2 separate regions of the Sus scrofa genome follow, and region 2 is linked to region 1. Evidence: chromatin contacts called from public HiChIP or PLAC-seq data. All regions are on one chromosome and are shown on one strand. Each heading gives the region's core, a stretch centred on a gene start, on an enhancer-like site or on the middle of the called end of the contact. The rest is flanking DNA. Distances are from core to core; before and after follow the strand shown. Region 1 has its middle 48 kb from the start of CDK1. Region 2 holds the start of LOC106506012.

Region 1 (7,809 bases), core at 3,731-6,230:
TGTGCAGCTCTGTGTATTATGGAGTCAGGTTTTCACTCTTCTGAACGTGAAAGGTCACATTTTTGGCATGATGTAGATAAGCAAAACCCCATGTGTGTCTATAAAACTAAATAGGAATTTCAAAGTATCTCTTAGTATGAGCCCGGGATGTTTCCCAGATTTTAAAATCTATAATTTTAAATTCATGATCCTTTTGAGTGAAAATGCAGAGAAGTAAAATAAATCTTCTCTTTTATATACAAGTGCCTCAGGGAAAACAGATTTTATGTCAATAGCTGCAGGTGGTGATGTAACAGTCTTCCAATAGCCCCAATAAATTTTGGAGTTTTCCAAGTGTGCTCTGAGCAAAGGCCCTGAGTCTTTGCACATTCTGTTCCTTCTCCCTGGAGTACCCTCTCCCTTCTTCCCTCCTTGCACCGCGTTCATCTAAAAATTTTCTAATTTTCCTTTAGTAACAACTAAGATAACTCTTTCTCTGGTAAGCAGGTACCCTGTGCTCCTGTTCCGTGGCCTCTCCACCACCTGAGTCTTTACCAAAAATGATTTAAATACTCTTTACCACGCTGTTTAAATAAAGCCCTTTTTTTGCCCTTGTCTTCACAGGTACAGAATTGGTTGAAAAACAATCCTTGGTTTGTAACGCCTTATCATCACTGGTCTATGCCTGGCCCTGTTTTATAATCAAAAGTCTTTCCTTTTATCTCTGTGTTGATGAATAACCTACCACCTTGTATAACTATAATGGGAGACACTTAAGGAGCTTTAAATTTGTTAGCAGCTCCATTTAAAAAAGTATAAAGCAACAGATGAGGAGTTCCCTGGTGGCTCAGTGGGTTAAGGTTTTGGCTTTGCACTACTGTGGCTTGGGTTGCTGCTGTGGCACAGGTTTGATCCCTGGCCCCAGAACTTCTGTATGCCATGGGCACAGCCAAAAATAAATAAATAAAGTAACAAATGAAATTAACTGTAATAATATATTTTGTTTAACCCATTATAGCCAAAAGATTATCACTTCAACCAATTATCAATGTAAGCATTAGTAATGACGTACTTACATTCATTTTTTTTTTTCCACAGGAAGACTTCAAAATCTGGTAAGAGTTTTACATTTAGAGAAAATGGAATTGGATCTAGTCACATTTCCGATGATCAACAGTCGTAGGTGGCCAGTGACTACCCTATTGGACAGCATAGCTTTACAATATAGCCCAACTCCATGCAAACATGACTAAAACCAAGAACTAAAATATGACCAGTAAGATGCTTCCTTCATCCTGCTTCTTGTCAGTGGGTCCAACTAGATGTTAAGGTCATGAAAGATACAGCATGTATGTGCGATAGATGTTTATGTTTCACTGTCTTCACACCACGTAGTCCCTAAATGCTGGGAGTCCCTCAGGCACTTTCAGGTCGAAGTGTTCATATAATAATACTAAGATGTGGAGTTCCTGTCATGGCTCAGCAGTCAACGAACCCAACTAGTATCCATGAGGACGTGTGTTCCAGCCCTGGCCTCACTCACTGGTTTAACACAGTTAGGATCCAGCATTGCTGTGGCTGTGGTATAGGCCAGCAGTTACAGCTCCAATTCGACTCCTAGTCTGAGAACCTCCATATGCCACAGGTGCGGCCCTAAAAAAAAGAAAAAAATAATAATACTAAGATGTTATTTGCCTTTGTCATATGCTGACATTTGCACAAATTACAAAAGCAGTGGTGTGTAAAATTGCTGGCACCTTAGCACAAATCAAGGAAATAGCCCCATGCCGTATCAGCAGTGACTGTAATCTTCAGTTATAAACGTTGGGCTTTAAAAAAAGTTTCACTGAAAAAGTCCTTGATTGAGCATTAAAATGTATTAATTTTATTAAATGTTGATCCTTGAATGCTCATGTTTTTTAATATTCTTTGTGACAAGTGGGGACACACATAAAAGCACTTCCACTGAACACTGACACACCATTGTCGTCCCAGAAAAGCATCTGTGCAGTTGTTTGAGTTGTGAGCTAAACTAGTGGGTTTTTTCATGTAACACCATTTTTTTTTTTTTTTTTTTTGGCAAAAAAAAAGGCATATGGAGTTCCTGGGTCAGGGATCAGAACCAAGCCGTAGTTGTGACCTACACCACAGCCGTGGCAACACCAGATCCTTAACCCTCTGTTATGGGCCAGGGATTCAACCCGTGTCCTAGCAATCCAGAGAATCGCCAATCCCGCTGCACCACAGCAGTAACTCCAACACCATTTTTACTTGAAAGAACAACTGACAAACCATGGTTATCCAGAATTGGGAATTTAGTGGACATGTTCTCAAAATAAAGTAAACCTGTCCCTTCAAAGAAAACGACTCACAATATTTATGGTCAGTAATAAAAATTTGAGCTTTCAAGTGAAAACTCAAATTTTGGAAAATTTGTATCCACCACTGTGAATATCAACAGCTTCTCAATATCTAAACACTTTTCTGAAGAAGTTAATGGTGAGGTTAACAAATGCGATTTTTTTTTTTTTTTGGTTACTATATAAAGAAGTGGGAACATTTGGAAGATATGTATAACTCAGGGAGCCAATATTTTCCAAACGACCAGTGTATAATGTTAACAAAATCATTCATTGGTAAAAAATCCATTCAGAGTGCATGATAAACCAGTGGATTTTAATGTAATAGAGAACAAAACGTTCACTGATGTGGTTTCTGATTTTACACCACAACTAACCTTAAGAAGCTATCACTGACTGAGTTTTGGTGTAGTATCAAAGATTATCCACAATCATGGGAAAAGGCTACTAAAACACCCCTTCCTTTTCCAATTACATGTGTATTTTTCTCTTTTCTTTCATATACTCTAAGAAAAAACCATATTGCAACAGATTGAATCCAGAAGCAGATATGAGAATTCAGCTGTTCTCTATTATGCCAGACATTAAAGATGTTTGCAAAAATGTAAAACGACATTCTATTCACTATCTTTTTTGTTCGATAAAATATAGTTATTTTTCATAAAACATCTATTCATGTTACTATGACATAGGTTCATTACTGTTATTTTTGCATAATTAAGTCAATTTTTTTTTCCTTTTTGGCCACACCTGCAGCATATGGAAGTTCCCAGGCCAGGGATTGTGGCACTATCACAGAGCCAAAGTCGGATCATTAACCTACTGCATCACAGTGAGAACTCCATATTAAGCGCATATTTAAAATTTTCTAATACAGTAAGTATTAATAGATACAACTATAATAAACAAAAGTGCAGAGTCTCCTGGTGGCTCATTGAATTAAGGATCTAGAATTGTCACTGCTGTGGCCCAAGCCACAGGTTCAATGCCTGGCCCTGGAACTTCTGCATGCCACAGGTGCAGCTATAATAAATAAAATAAACAAAAGCTCCTTGAGATCCTCAATAATTTTTAAGAATATAAAGTACTGGAGTTCCCATTGTGGCACAGTGGTTAATGAATCTGACTAAAGAACCATGAGGTTTCGGGTTCAATCCCTGGCCTTGCTCAGTGGGTTAAGGATCTGGTGTTGCCATGAGCTGTGGTGTAGGTTGCAGACGCGGCTCGGATCCTGCGTTGCTGTGGCTCTGGCGTAGGCCGGTGGCTACAGCTCCAATTAGACCCCTAGCCTGGGAGCCTCCATACGCTGCAGGAGCGGCCCTAGAAAAGGCAAAAAGAAAGAACATAAAGTACTTCTAGGATAAGACCAGAAGTTTAAGAACCACTAGCCTAACACATATTACATTATTATATCATATTTACATTACATTAGAGATTAGATTAGAGTTCACTTACATGTTATACTGCACTTATATTATATGTGTTAATATATATTTTATAGCTTTCATAGTATGTTTACTACTGTCTTAACAAATGATGAAAGTTAACATCACCAGTGATGGGACAAATCAACATCACGGCTCCCCATGTAATTTACTGGAAAGACACAATGTAATTCCTATGGTATTCCTAACAAAAATGCACATCCTGAGTCTAATCACAAAGTAACATCACACTGACATTCTACCAAAAACTTTGCTTGTACTTTTCAAAAACATCAACATATGTATTTTAAAAATAGGAATAAAAACAAAGCAAAAACCAAGAAATGGTTTGTTTAAAGTAGCTTAGAGAGGTATGACAAGCAAATGCTATATATGACACAGGGGTTTCTTTTACTGTGAAAATAATATTAATGGCAATTGTAAAAACCTGAATAAAGTCCTTAAATTAGAGAATAACATCTGTTAATTTCTTGATCTAGATTACTTGTACAGTGGTTATGTCAGAGAATGCTCTTGTTTTTAGGAAATACACAGTAAATAGGGGAAAAGTATCATTTCTGCTGTTGACTCAGTTCAGAAGACAATAGGAGGAAAGGGGAGGAAAGAAAAGAGCAAAGGTGGTAAAATTTGAATATTTGGAATCTGGGAAAAGGAAGTTCAGAAATTCTTTGCATCATTCATGTAATTTTCAGTCAGTCCGAAATTATGCCACAATAAGAAAAAAGGGCAAAAGTTTACTCAATGAATACATGAGTGAATCTTTTCCATAGACCCCGATTTCTTCAGCTTCTGGATGTAGATGTAAGAAAGATTAATCGGAGGAAAAAGAGTCTTTTAATGGTCATTATCACATCCTCCCACAGCTTTAACAAAATGTGCTGAAAGTGCGTCCAAAATCTACCTCCCCTTGCAATTTTCTTCAAAGGGCCTTTAACTCTCCAGAAATCGAGGTTTTCATTACAGGAACTCCAAATGACTTTGTTTCTACTTTGATGTGGGGGAAAGAGGGATCGCTTGCCAGCCTCTAACACAACACGAAGAGGAAAGAGTAATTCTATAATTACCCCTGGAAGAATTTAGAAGGGCACTTGCAGTCACATCTCAGCTTTGGCCATCATGAGTTAGGGCAGTTGATCCCAAGCTGCTCTCTATTCGGGAAGGCTCCCGAGGACAGGGCCAGGGGGTGGGACCCGGTATCCGTGACTCTTGGTTCCGCTTCTCTGGTCTGAAAGTGCATCGCCTGTGGCTTGACGGCTTTGAGGGTGAAAAAGGAGCCTGGGCCATCTAGGATTGGCTGAAATGTGTGTGGTTAAGAGTCTAGCCCTCAGTATAATTAAAAGCAGACCTTGGGAGTGAGTGAAGGATTTTTTTTTCTTTCTTTCTTTTTTCAACAACACGCCCTCAATTTTTTTTTAACAATTCAATTCTGCAATGGTCGCCTCGCCCGCCTCCCTCTAGTGGTCGCGAATGGGATCGTCACGGCCAGAGAAGCCATTGTGTTTCTGACTGTGGCTTCCCAGTTCAGAAAGGGGTTGTGAGCTTTGGTTTATTTTAAGAGCAAGCGCCTTTATGAACTAACTGGTTACTCCAACCTAAGTTAAAGACATTAAACCTTAGAGAGGTTAAAGAAATCTCCCGGGGAGCAGAGCAAATTCAAAGAGCTAACCCAGGACAGGAACTTCAGCCAATAGAAGGGTTCCAGCCCCTCTTAGAACGACTTGAAGAGGAACCCAATGGCTTCCCACACAAATGGAGGATCCGCAAATCCATACTTAAAAGAAAATACGAAGCCCTTATCTCCTTATCATTCACAGCCTACAGAGCTCTGCACACCCCACCCAGCTTACTGTCTACTTACCCCTCTCCCAGGCTCTGTGGGCTTCCACCAGCTGCTTTATGTTTAGTATGGAGCCAGCAGCATTGTCTGGCATTAGACTGTGCATTTATGTATCTGTTCACTGTCTTCCACTGCGGAAGTATAAGCTCCCTGAAGGCTGCTTTTCCTTTATTGCCATCTCCCCAACACCTACCACATAGATTCCCATGGTTGACATAAAAAAATCACCACAGCAATTTTTTTTTCCTGATGCCTAGAAACAACGGAAAATTCTTTTACATTTCTGGAGGTCAGAAGTCCGAAAGCAGTTACACTGAGCCAAAAATCAAGGTGTTGGGGTTCTCTGTTGTGGCCCAGCAGGTTAAGAACCCAATATAGTGTCCATGAGGATGTGGGTTTGATTCATGGCCTTGCTTAGTGGGTTAAAGATCTGGCATTGCCACAACTTTTGGTGTAGGTAGCAGATGCGGCTCAGATCCAGTGTTGCTGTGGCTGTGGAGCAGGCTTCAGCTGAAGCTCCAATTTGACCCCTAGCCTGAGAACTTCCATATGCTGCAGGTGCAGCTGTAAGAAGGAAACAAAACAAAACAAAACAAAAAACCAAAACAAAACCAAATCAACGTGTTGGTAAGGCCACACTCTCTCCAAGGGCTGTAGGGTTCAAAGAACAGTCTGTTCTTTGCTTCTTGGACTTTGTGGTGGTGGGTGGCACATCTTAGCGTGTAGCTGTATCACTCTAGTCTTCAAGGCTATCTTCCTCTCTCTCTCTCGTTGCCACTCTCTTAAGGAACTTGTGATGGCATTCAGGGTCCACCCAGATAATCCAGGCTAGTCTCAGGAAATTGAGATTCCTACAGATTAAGTGACTGCCCGTGGTCAGACTGGTAGGAATCAGAGACACAGTTTTGAACCCAGGCAGTCTGACTCCAGGGCCCCTCCATTGCCCTGTGCAGGAGTCTGATGTGTGCTTGTGCTTTTATGGTTCTTTCTTTACAGATGAGCCCAATTAACTATCCTCACTACGTGCTTTTCTAGACACTGAAGGAATACAAGGAGATCAAGGATCCGTCCTTCGCCTTCAGGATATATCTGCTTATGTGGAAAGAAAAGGCCTAAAGTGAGATAGTGGTTACTTTTATGTGATAAAGTGACTTAAAGAGTGCATGAAGGAGCTTCTGGGAGCCTATATTGTCATTTCTTGACCTGGTGCTGGTGACAGTAGTGTGCGAAACAGTTTGTAAAAATTTAGTGCTGTACACTTGTGATTTATGCACTTTGTGTATATTATATTTTGAAAAAAGCATAAAGTTAAGGTCTAAAGTCAGGGGTTGCAAGAGCCCATAAAGCAGTCTCTCCCATAGCACTGAATGTCTAGGCCATTTCCTAGCCTTCTAACTGCCTAATAAAGGGCTGTGAGGTAGGAGGTAAGGGTCTGAGAATTTTCCAGGGCTTTTCCTATCAAAATTCCTAGGGTTAGCCCACCTCAAACTCAGTTTGACTGCAAAGCAGAGTTAAACAGACATTTTAAGTAACAGTTAAAATGTTGCCAATGAGGATTAACTTGCCCCCCCCCAAATCCATAGTCTCATAAATTTGGAAAATCCTGGGCTAAACAAATTCTATCCCTTTCTTTTCTGCAGGACTTGTCAGAGCCTTTAATATATTAACATGATTTCCAAGTTTCCAAAAGAGAGATATATTTTGCATTTTTCCCCAAAACATTTTACTGTGGAAGTTCCTGGGCCAGGGATCAACTCCATGCCCCAGCAGCAACCTGAACCACTGCAGTGACAACCAGATCTTTAACCTGTTGCACCACAAGGAAACTCCTGGGATATTTATTTTCTTAACATTTTCAGGATTAATTTCCTAAGAAGAAAATTTTGGGAAGTGATACTATAAAATTATAATGTATAGATCCAGTTCACCCAAAGATCATGGAGACTGAAAGTCATCTTTCAAAGCATTTCTTGAGGCCTTTCTAGGTTACACTCACTATTCCTCAACAGGCCACAAGAGTTGGTTCAAATGACCCAATAAAATATCCTATAACCTAAATGTCTGAATAAATGATGGGGGTAAGGGGGATAGAGGACAATTAGGGAGCAGAGCAGTGTTGGGGTGCAGAAAGAAAACATTACAATGACTTGAGCTCTACATGATCCTGAAAAGTCCTAAGAGTGGTTCG
Region 2 (7,809 bases), core at 3,882-6,381, 120 kb before region 1:
ACCAAGGAAATGCCAAGATTGGATCTACTAGATTAGCATGAGTGTTCTTTTATAAAAATATATATACTTTTCAAAAAAAGCTTCTCCTAGAAACTGCATTAAGACCAATAACAATAACTAGATGACAAACCCAAGGCCAGGAGTTAATTTACCCTTAGAGCTTTTAGATAAAGGGCATCTCCTTCAGTTGATTCCCACAGCCAATGCTAGCACAGATTTCCCCAGAACAGTAGACAGGAAATAGGAACTTCACAGACCCCAAGAGCAGGTTTGAGTGACAAGTGAGATAAATTCCAAAGCAGTCAAAACCCGACACAGCTGGGCTACTGAGGCTAAAAGGTTTTCACTCTTACACAAGTGAAAGCAATTCAGGTGAACCGATTCGGTGAAAGCGATTCTGTCCCTGTGGTACTTGGGATAAAAAGGGCACAGGATAGTAGGATAGTCCATGTTGATGCATCAACAACAGCAAAGCTGGGGGAGGGGGCCCCCGACAGAATGCTGAACCTGTCCAGGCCCAGGCCCCAGAGCAGTCTGACATCTGGGAGAATCACCTACTCTGGCAGAAAGACTAGAGATCCTCAAAGCAAGAAAAAGTTTACAGAGAAACAGAGGGCCCGGGAGGCTCAGGTCATTTCCTTCTGGATCCCTCAAGACTACGCGTTGGTGAAGAGCCCAGAAGAGGGTCTTCCTTACCTTCTGCCATCACTCGCTCGAGCTGCACACAGCCTCCTGCCTGCTGCCTGGGTGGGGGAGCCCGAGCCCCGGTTCTTCCGGGAAGCTGGCATGGAAGACGATATTGACAAGGAAGGCGCCCCCAAACACTGCTGAAGTCCAGTGCCCGCGGGCCTCACTCTGCAGAAGCATCTCTTCAAAGTCAGGAAACCGAAAATGTTAGCTCGCACGTCACTCACTAAGCCTCCAGCCCCCAGATTCTGTAGCGTACAGCAAAGTTGTCGGAGGTTTCAGGTAAACACCAGGAATCCGTTCCTACAGCTGTTTCTCCATATCTTTCTACCAAACACATCCCTTTGTAAAATAGGCGCATGGGTGCACATACTTTTTTGGCATTTTCAAATGCTGGTAGTGCTTATCCATGAAATTTCTCCATAACACCTGGAACTCGCCACCTAAAATAATATCATCTAAACAGCCACGGGCAGCATCACATCTTGCGTCCAAGAAAGAAGAGACGGACTGTGCAAAGTGGGCCTCCCTCAGGCTTTTAGGGCAGCCATAGCCGCATCCCCATGGCGAGGGCCGCTGGAGGAGGTGTCTGTGCCTGCGCAGTGGCCCCGCCTCCACTACGTAGGCTCTGGCCACAGGCTGCCCAGGCTCTGGGTGTTGGCTACCCACAGCTGAAAAGCATGTTCATCAAAGATTCCCAAAAAAAAGACCCTCTCTAAAGGAGGTTTAGGTAAGCACTGGAGAATATTTAAATACCTGAGAATATTCTCCATAAAGGGAATGACAATAGAAATGTTGAATAGTGATTGAATTGAAGAGTTATCTTGAGGTAGCATTTAGTTTGCAATGTGAAAATTCTATGATCCCAGAATGTATTTTTGGGGAAAAAAAATAATTCCCAAAACTCAGTAGTTAAAAAAAAAAAAATCTAGTTATAAAATAGGCCAAAGATATGAACAGATATTTCAGTAAAGAAGAGATATGGATGGCAGGTGAGAGGCCGTTCAACATCACTAGTCATTAGGGAAATCCAGCTTAAAACCACAGGGACTTGTCCCTACAAAACTCTTAAACAATTGAAATTTTTTTTAAAAAAATAGTGATAACACCAAATGCCGGTGAGAATGTGGAGAAACTAGATTTCTCATACATTACTTGTGGGAATGTAAAATGGTACAGCCACTCTGGAATACAGTTTGATGGTTTCTTAGCATATGACCCAGCAATGGCATTCTTGGGCATTTATCCAAAGAAATAAAAACTGAAGTTCTCACAAATACCTACAATATGATGTTTACAAAAGTGTTTTTCTTAATAGCAAAATACTGTAAGCTACTCAAAAGTCCTTCAGTGGAAAAATGAATGACAAATTTTGGTATGTCCATCTAATAGAAATTTACTCCGCAATAAGAAAAAATGAGCTATTGATATAGGCAACACTCTGGATGAACTTCAAGAGCATTACGCCTAATTTAAAAAAATTAATTCAATCTTAAAACATTACATACTGTATGTTCTTATTAATATAAGCCTCAAAATGACAAAATTCTAGAGATGGAGAACTGATTAATGGCTGGTGGGAGGATGCAAGCACCATGAGTTAGCATGAAGTTTTTTTATGAGAATGGAACAGTTCTGTATCTTTGTTGTGAGAATTTTTTTTAATCCTATGACTTTGGTAAATCATTACCATAAAAGACAGTCAAAAGTTTTTGCACTGCTTTTGTGCAATGTCGGTTTAACTAAGTTTAAGTACCAATTATTATACTTATTAAAAGTGGATGGTATTGATTTCATTACAAGCAACAATTTTAGTATACAAATGTGGATTCTTCTGTGGTAATAACAAAAACAGGGATACATTCATGGCATTGATTCAGGGGATTATTTGCTATTGTTACTTTTCTCTCCTTTCCTATAGGCAAAATATAGTCTGTACTCCTTGCTGCATTTCCTCCAACTTTTCCACAGTCAGTGGAAAAGTTTCATTTGTAAATTATAGGAGCCATATAGCACAGTTGTGGCAACCTCCTCCTCAGATCACTGCCCTGGTTTGGAATGACTTCCTAAAACAGTGACTTTTCCTCTGCCATACCTGAATTATTGTTTACACCAGTTTATTTTCCTGGAAGATCTTCCAGTCAATCTTCCTCAGATTTAGGCATCCAAGTGGGTAATTCCATTGATGACTCTGGGTTTTTTGCCCCCTATGGAAGAAGCATCCTTTGGAAACCTATCTGAACTTTGGTGCCCCCTGGAGGTGGATGGCAACATTGAAACAGTTGCCTACCAACTGGGATCTTTGTATAGGTCCTTCTGGCCCTAATACCTACCTACTGCTTAAACATGCCACTTAACTGTTTTTAATTTATAACTGAGGAAATGAAAGAAATTGAGAAAAAGCATGATGTCAAAAAGCCAGTTAGTGATAAAATAAGGCCTTGGCACCGGCTGACTCTGGTGCAAATGCAACTGACAAAACCTTAGAAAACTACTTCTGTGTGCCCCAGTTTCCTCTTCCATAAAATGGTGATGTTAATAATGCATCTACCTCATCCGTTGTTATGAGGCTTAATTGAGAAAATGTGTTTGAAACCTTCTAGTTTAGCCCATTGCCTGCCGCATGTGAAGGCCATAATACATGTTGATTCCTATTTCTTTTGAGTTTCTACACTATTTCTTAGCCCCCAGGGCAGTTTGAAGAGAAATGGCTTGCAATAAAGAGGACTGATTGCCAAGAGTGAACAGGGTTAATTAACTTTTCCCAAGAAATGTGTTTTTGAAAAAAAAAATGTACATTGATTAAGGCTTTCAAAATGGAGTCACTTTTAAATAGACACAGTGGAGTCTGCTTTGTGCCAAGTAAATGATCACCCCCTCGTGTATCTGTCTTGAAGTTCATAGAGGAGACTTTCATACTTGTTTTTTATTGTCCTCTCTTCTGGGCATCAAAGATTGGAGACTATTAACTCCATTTCCAAAGACAGTTCAGGGAAGATGGCTTAAACAAAACAGGTTGTCCTTAATACCTTTCCTTGTAAAAACATTGAATTTCATTATGCTTTGGGATCTCTGGGGGATTCAGAGAGCACTAGTCAAGATTTTGTCTCCAAAATGGAACATAATCTAGTGGGAAGAGAAGGAATATGCAGTGAACTAAAACTCATCTGGGGATCCTGGGAAGGGAGAATATTCCATCTGAGAAACTGAAGATAATTTCTTGGAAGAAAATGAGGGATAGAGAGGTTTGTTTGCATTTATAATTTTTCCTAATATTCTGTTTCTTGAGGGATAACACAAAGAGACAGCCCTTGCAATCAAATATGGCTCTCTTTCCCTTTTGAGGTTTGTATCCTGCAGAACCTCAGGAATCCATGACCTGAGAACTCCTTGGGGATTAAGGACACATTGTTGCCTTCTTTGTATCCCCAGTCCTCACTACACAGCCTTATCACTAAAGGTTTATTAAATGAATGAATCCCTTAAGGTAGCTGAACACATCAATACCTTTACCCCCCAGCTGGCTTTTTCTAGGCTGTGTGTGAGGGGGTTTAAAGCACACTAATTTTAAAAGGCCGACTGAAAGCTCCTTGAGGCCCTGCAACAAGTGGGTTGTGTTCATTGTCACCTCCTTAGCTCTTGACAGAGTACCTGCCCTACTATAGGCACTAAACAAGTATCTGTCCTGCAAATGCTTGAAAACTACCCCTGGTCCTTTCCTTCAGAGCTCACAGTCAGTCTGGAACGATGAGACAGAGTTCATGAGGGATGACTGCAGTGGGTATCTGAGCATTCTGACAACCCATGAGGGGCCAGAAGTCAATTTCACTTCCTCACTCAGCCATGTATAGGAGGTTGTGAATCGCCTCCTTATTTCGGGTGGGGACAGCCGGTGCGTCCTTATGCCCCTGCGGGGACCCCCCTCGAGCCAAGTCACAGAGGCAGGTAACCCAGAGGGGGGGAGCCTGCCGGCACGTGCAGCGCCCAGGGGAGGAGGAGGCTGGGCTAACGCAGCCCTTAGTCAGCAGCTGGGTTCGGGTTTTAAAACAATAGCCTATGTCCTCCCTCGGAGTCCGCGGCCGGTCAGCTCTTAGGGGGAAGAAAGCCATGCTGCCCAGCCGGTTAGTGGCCCAACTTACTTCTCCAGAGCCTGGGACAAAGGGCCAGCAGTTGTACGGGAGTGGGTGGGGCGCCGGGGACAGAGAACAGGGGGGCACAGGTCGCCCGGCCCCTTCCCTGCCGGCTGCGGGCGGGGAGGGCTGGGGTCTTCCAGGTTCCGTGCACGTTCCTTCCCGGCAGCCCGCCTCCCAGCCGGGGCCCCCCGAGTCTGCAGGAGGCCGAGGCACCCTCGCCACCCGCGCCCCAGCGCCCAGACACACCAGGCCCGGGTTTCATGAATGAAATCCAATCGCGTGGATATAAATAGCCGCGAAGCTGCTCACGTCACCCAGCGAGCGGCGGCCGCCACGGCGGCGGAGCTGGGTGCCGAGCGCTCGGCTCCGCCCGGTCAGGCAGCCTGGGAACGGGGTGGGGGCCTGAGGAAAAGGGGAGGGCTGGGGGCGGAAAGGGGCGAGCCCCTCTCGGCCCGCACCGGGAAGAGCGGCCGCGGCGCCGGGTGAGCCCGCCAGGCCGGGCAGTGCCATGCTGCCTTTGTGCAAAGTTGGGCGGCGGGCGGCACGCCGCGCGCAGGGGCCCCGCACGCCCGCGAGCGCGCGCGGCCGTGGCTGCTGCTGAGTGGCTGGGGGCCCTCCCCCCCTGCTCCCCAGCCCTTGAAGGCGGAGAGAGCTCGCGTCCCGCTCGGCTCCGGGTAGGTTCTGTGTCGTGAGTGCGCTATGCTATGAAACTTCTCTGAGCAGCTGCCGCCGGAGCCCCCGCCGCCCCGGCCCCGGCGGGCGGCAGGTGGGGGGCCCGGGCCGCGCCACGCGGCCGGCAGCGTCCCAAGACCGAGTGGTGGAACCCAGCTGCTCTGGGAGCCGCCCTCGCCCCTCTGCGAGGCCGGGAAGCCCACACATCAGAGGCCAGCAGAAGAGATTTCTAGGAGCGCCCGCACAGCCGCACCCCTAACTTGGAGCAGAGAAAATGCACAACAGGCACCCTTAGCAGACGGGCTGCGCCAGGGAGAGGGTGGTGCCGCGCGACCAGAGGGCTCCTTTCCCTGGAAGGACAGTGTTGGGGAGCCAGAGGGACTGCGGAGGGGGATACGCTAGCCCCTTGGGCGCTTGCACCCCCTGGAGAGTTAGTTGATCGGTCAGCCCACAGTTTGGTGCTCCCCACCCCCAGCCCGTGGCCATGGAGTCTGTTGTGAGTTGCTGTGACAACAGGAGGAGCTGCCATGGGCTTGCAGCACACCTTACCCAGTCTCTGCGTGCTCAGTTTTCGGGGAGAAAAACAGGGTGGGAGTGGGAGGAAGACGTGCAGACAAGGGAATCCAGCCCCCTCGGGGAGGGGGGGGGAAGGGAATGGAAGGCGCAACTATGTGAAAATATATCATTAAATCCTACTGTTAGCTCCGCCGTTTCTATCCTTAACGGTATCAAACATCTCAACTGAGGAGCAATGTCAATATTTAGACTTGGACAAGCCAGAAAGTTAGAAGGGAGTGCCAAGCGCAGGGTTTTGACTTGGCTTTGCACGTCAGCACACAAGCTGTGCCTTTAGAGCTGACTGTACACATTTGCTAGGGGAAAAAATGCATGAAGATTGATATATACACAAAGGCACCCAGACCCAGGAAGATCTAGGAAGTTATGACCAGATGAGTCGCCTTGACTTTGAACTTCCCCCAACCTGTGCTGTCCCAGGCAGCTCTGCTGGACCCCAGCCAGACGCTCAGCTTGAGGTTTCCCTAGTTTGGGGCTCCCCCACCACCAACCGGGCTAGTGCTGCTTATTCTCCGCTGTACTGCGTACAAAAGTACTGTTATCAGTAGTTTTCATCTTTGAAACTGTCCTCTCAATGTCAGCAGATATAAATAGCCAAAAGGCTCTATTTGTTTGATTTCGGCAAACTCTAGGCTTTTCTAAACATACGCTGATAAGTTTGTTTACAAACACTTCAGAAATTTGGAATTATATTTCATTTGCAATAACTCTGTAGATGCAGAAGAGAGTCACTGGTTGCTAGAAAAGAAACACAGTCTCTTTGCAATACAAGTAATGTCTTCATACTGCTCCGCAGATGGGGTAGGCAGCAAATTATCATCAAGCAGAGTTTCCTCTGGGATTCGTGGGTTGTATTTGGACATATTAGTGTTTAACTTGTTCATCTCAGTGTGGAAGACTTTGAAAAATCATTATGAAGTAATAAAATCATAGTCAGTGTTCTAAACTTGCCCGTTGATTGTTGTTTTCTCAAATCGCAACAGTAGTGTAAATTGAAGTCCACAGGGCTATGTGTGTGTGTGTGATCCCAGAGGTGGAAATAGAAACACAGGTAGCTTGGTTTCATTGTCACAACAGTATAACTTATTAACTACACCAGTGTAATTTAATAGGAAAAACTGGAATCATTTGGACTTTTGTTTATGATATTGTCTAAAAATATTTTAAAGGAATAGCATGTCCACTTCTTTGACTTCTGTATTGTAAAATGTCTAGAAGGTTTTCCTTGTTCCTATATATGGGTGTGTGGCAAAATGCTTTTTTGGTATCAGCCCCAAATGCTCAGAAATACATTTTCAGAAATGCTACCTACAAAGTTACAGCTCTTTCGGGAGGTATATGACCCCAAGAAATGCCATTAACACGGACACTCAGCAAAAGTAAAGCAGATTCTGCCCTTGGGTGTGGGGTGCAGGGGGAACAATGTATGTTGAAAGCGTCAGCGGCTCCCCATGTGTTCCTGGCAAGCAGTAGGATTTATAAAGTATTTCTCTCTTTCATGTAGGTAAGTCCAGCTGGGAGCAGGGTATTCTGTTCTTCACTTCCAGCAAGCCAGGTCAGTGTCTTTGTGCAAACCCATTACCAGAGATTGATGACATCCTGTGTCTAATTCTGAGTGTGCATTTCAGAACAAGTGTCTTCCTCGTTTGTCTTAAAACAGTGTGTCCTGGTTTTTTTTTTTTTAATTGACTCAATTATGAATATCACAATTTTAATGATTATTAAAAGTATTCTCCTTACT

What was found. HiChIP or PLAC-seq counts read pairs in DNA pulled down with a chosen protein or histone mark.
Region 2: a contact with region 1 is called in an H3K27ac HiChIP or PLAC-seq map of skeletal muscle, with 4 times the contacts expected there. The contact joins the promoter of LOC106506012 here to the enhancer-like site in region 1. A contact is called at or near these places in 1 of 5 promoter capture datasets (liver), 15 of 47 Hi-C or Micro-C datasets (alveolar macrophages, embryonic fibroblasts, fetal liver and 8 more) and 2 of 2 datasets of contacts at active chromatin or transcription factors (alveolar macrophages and skeletal muscle).

What each region holds. Positions count from the first base shown.
Region 1 is chr14:64,278,037-64,285,845 of Sscrofa11.1, reverse strand. No RefSeq gene overlaps it. Among named protein-coding and RNA genes, the nearest start is that of CDK1, 48 kb to the right of the region's middle. Within about 2 kb of position 4,980, at least 61 of the 83 cell types and tissues checked have an H3K27ac peak or open chromatin away from gene starts, as enhancers often do. A contact at or near this core is called in alveolar macrophages, embryonic fibroblasts, fetal liver and 7 more, where this site is marked.
Region 2 is chr14:64,397,250-64,405,058 of Sscrofa11.1, reverse strand. It overlaps LOC106506012, which reads right to left and starts at 5,131. Exons shown (of 3, transcript XM_021073603.1): 1 at 4,827-5,131; 2 at 697-869. The coding sequence starts at 5,082. The coding sequence ends at 706. All of the region lies in intron 2 of RHOBTB1 (rho-related BTB domain-containing protein 1), which reads left to right.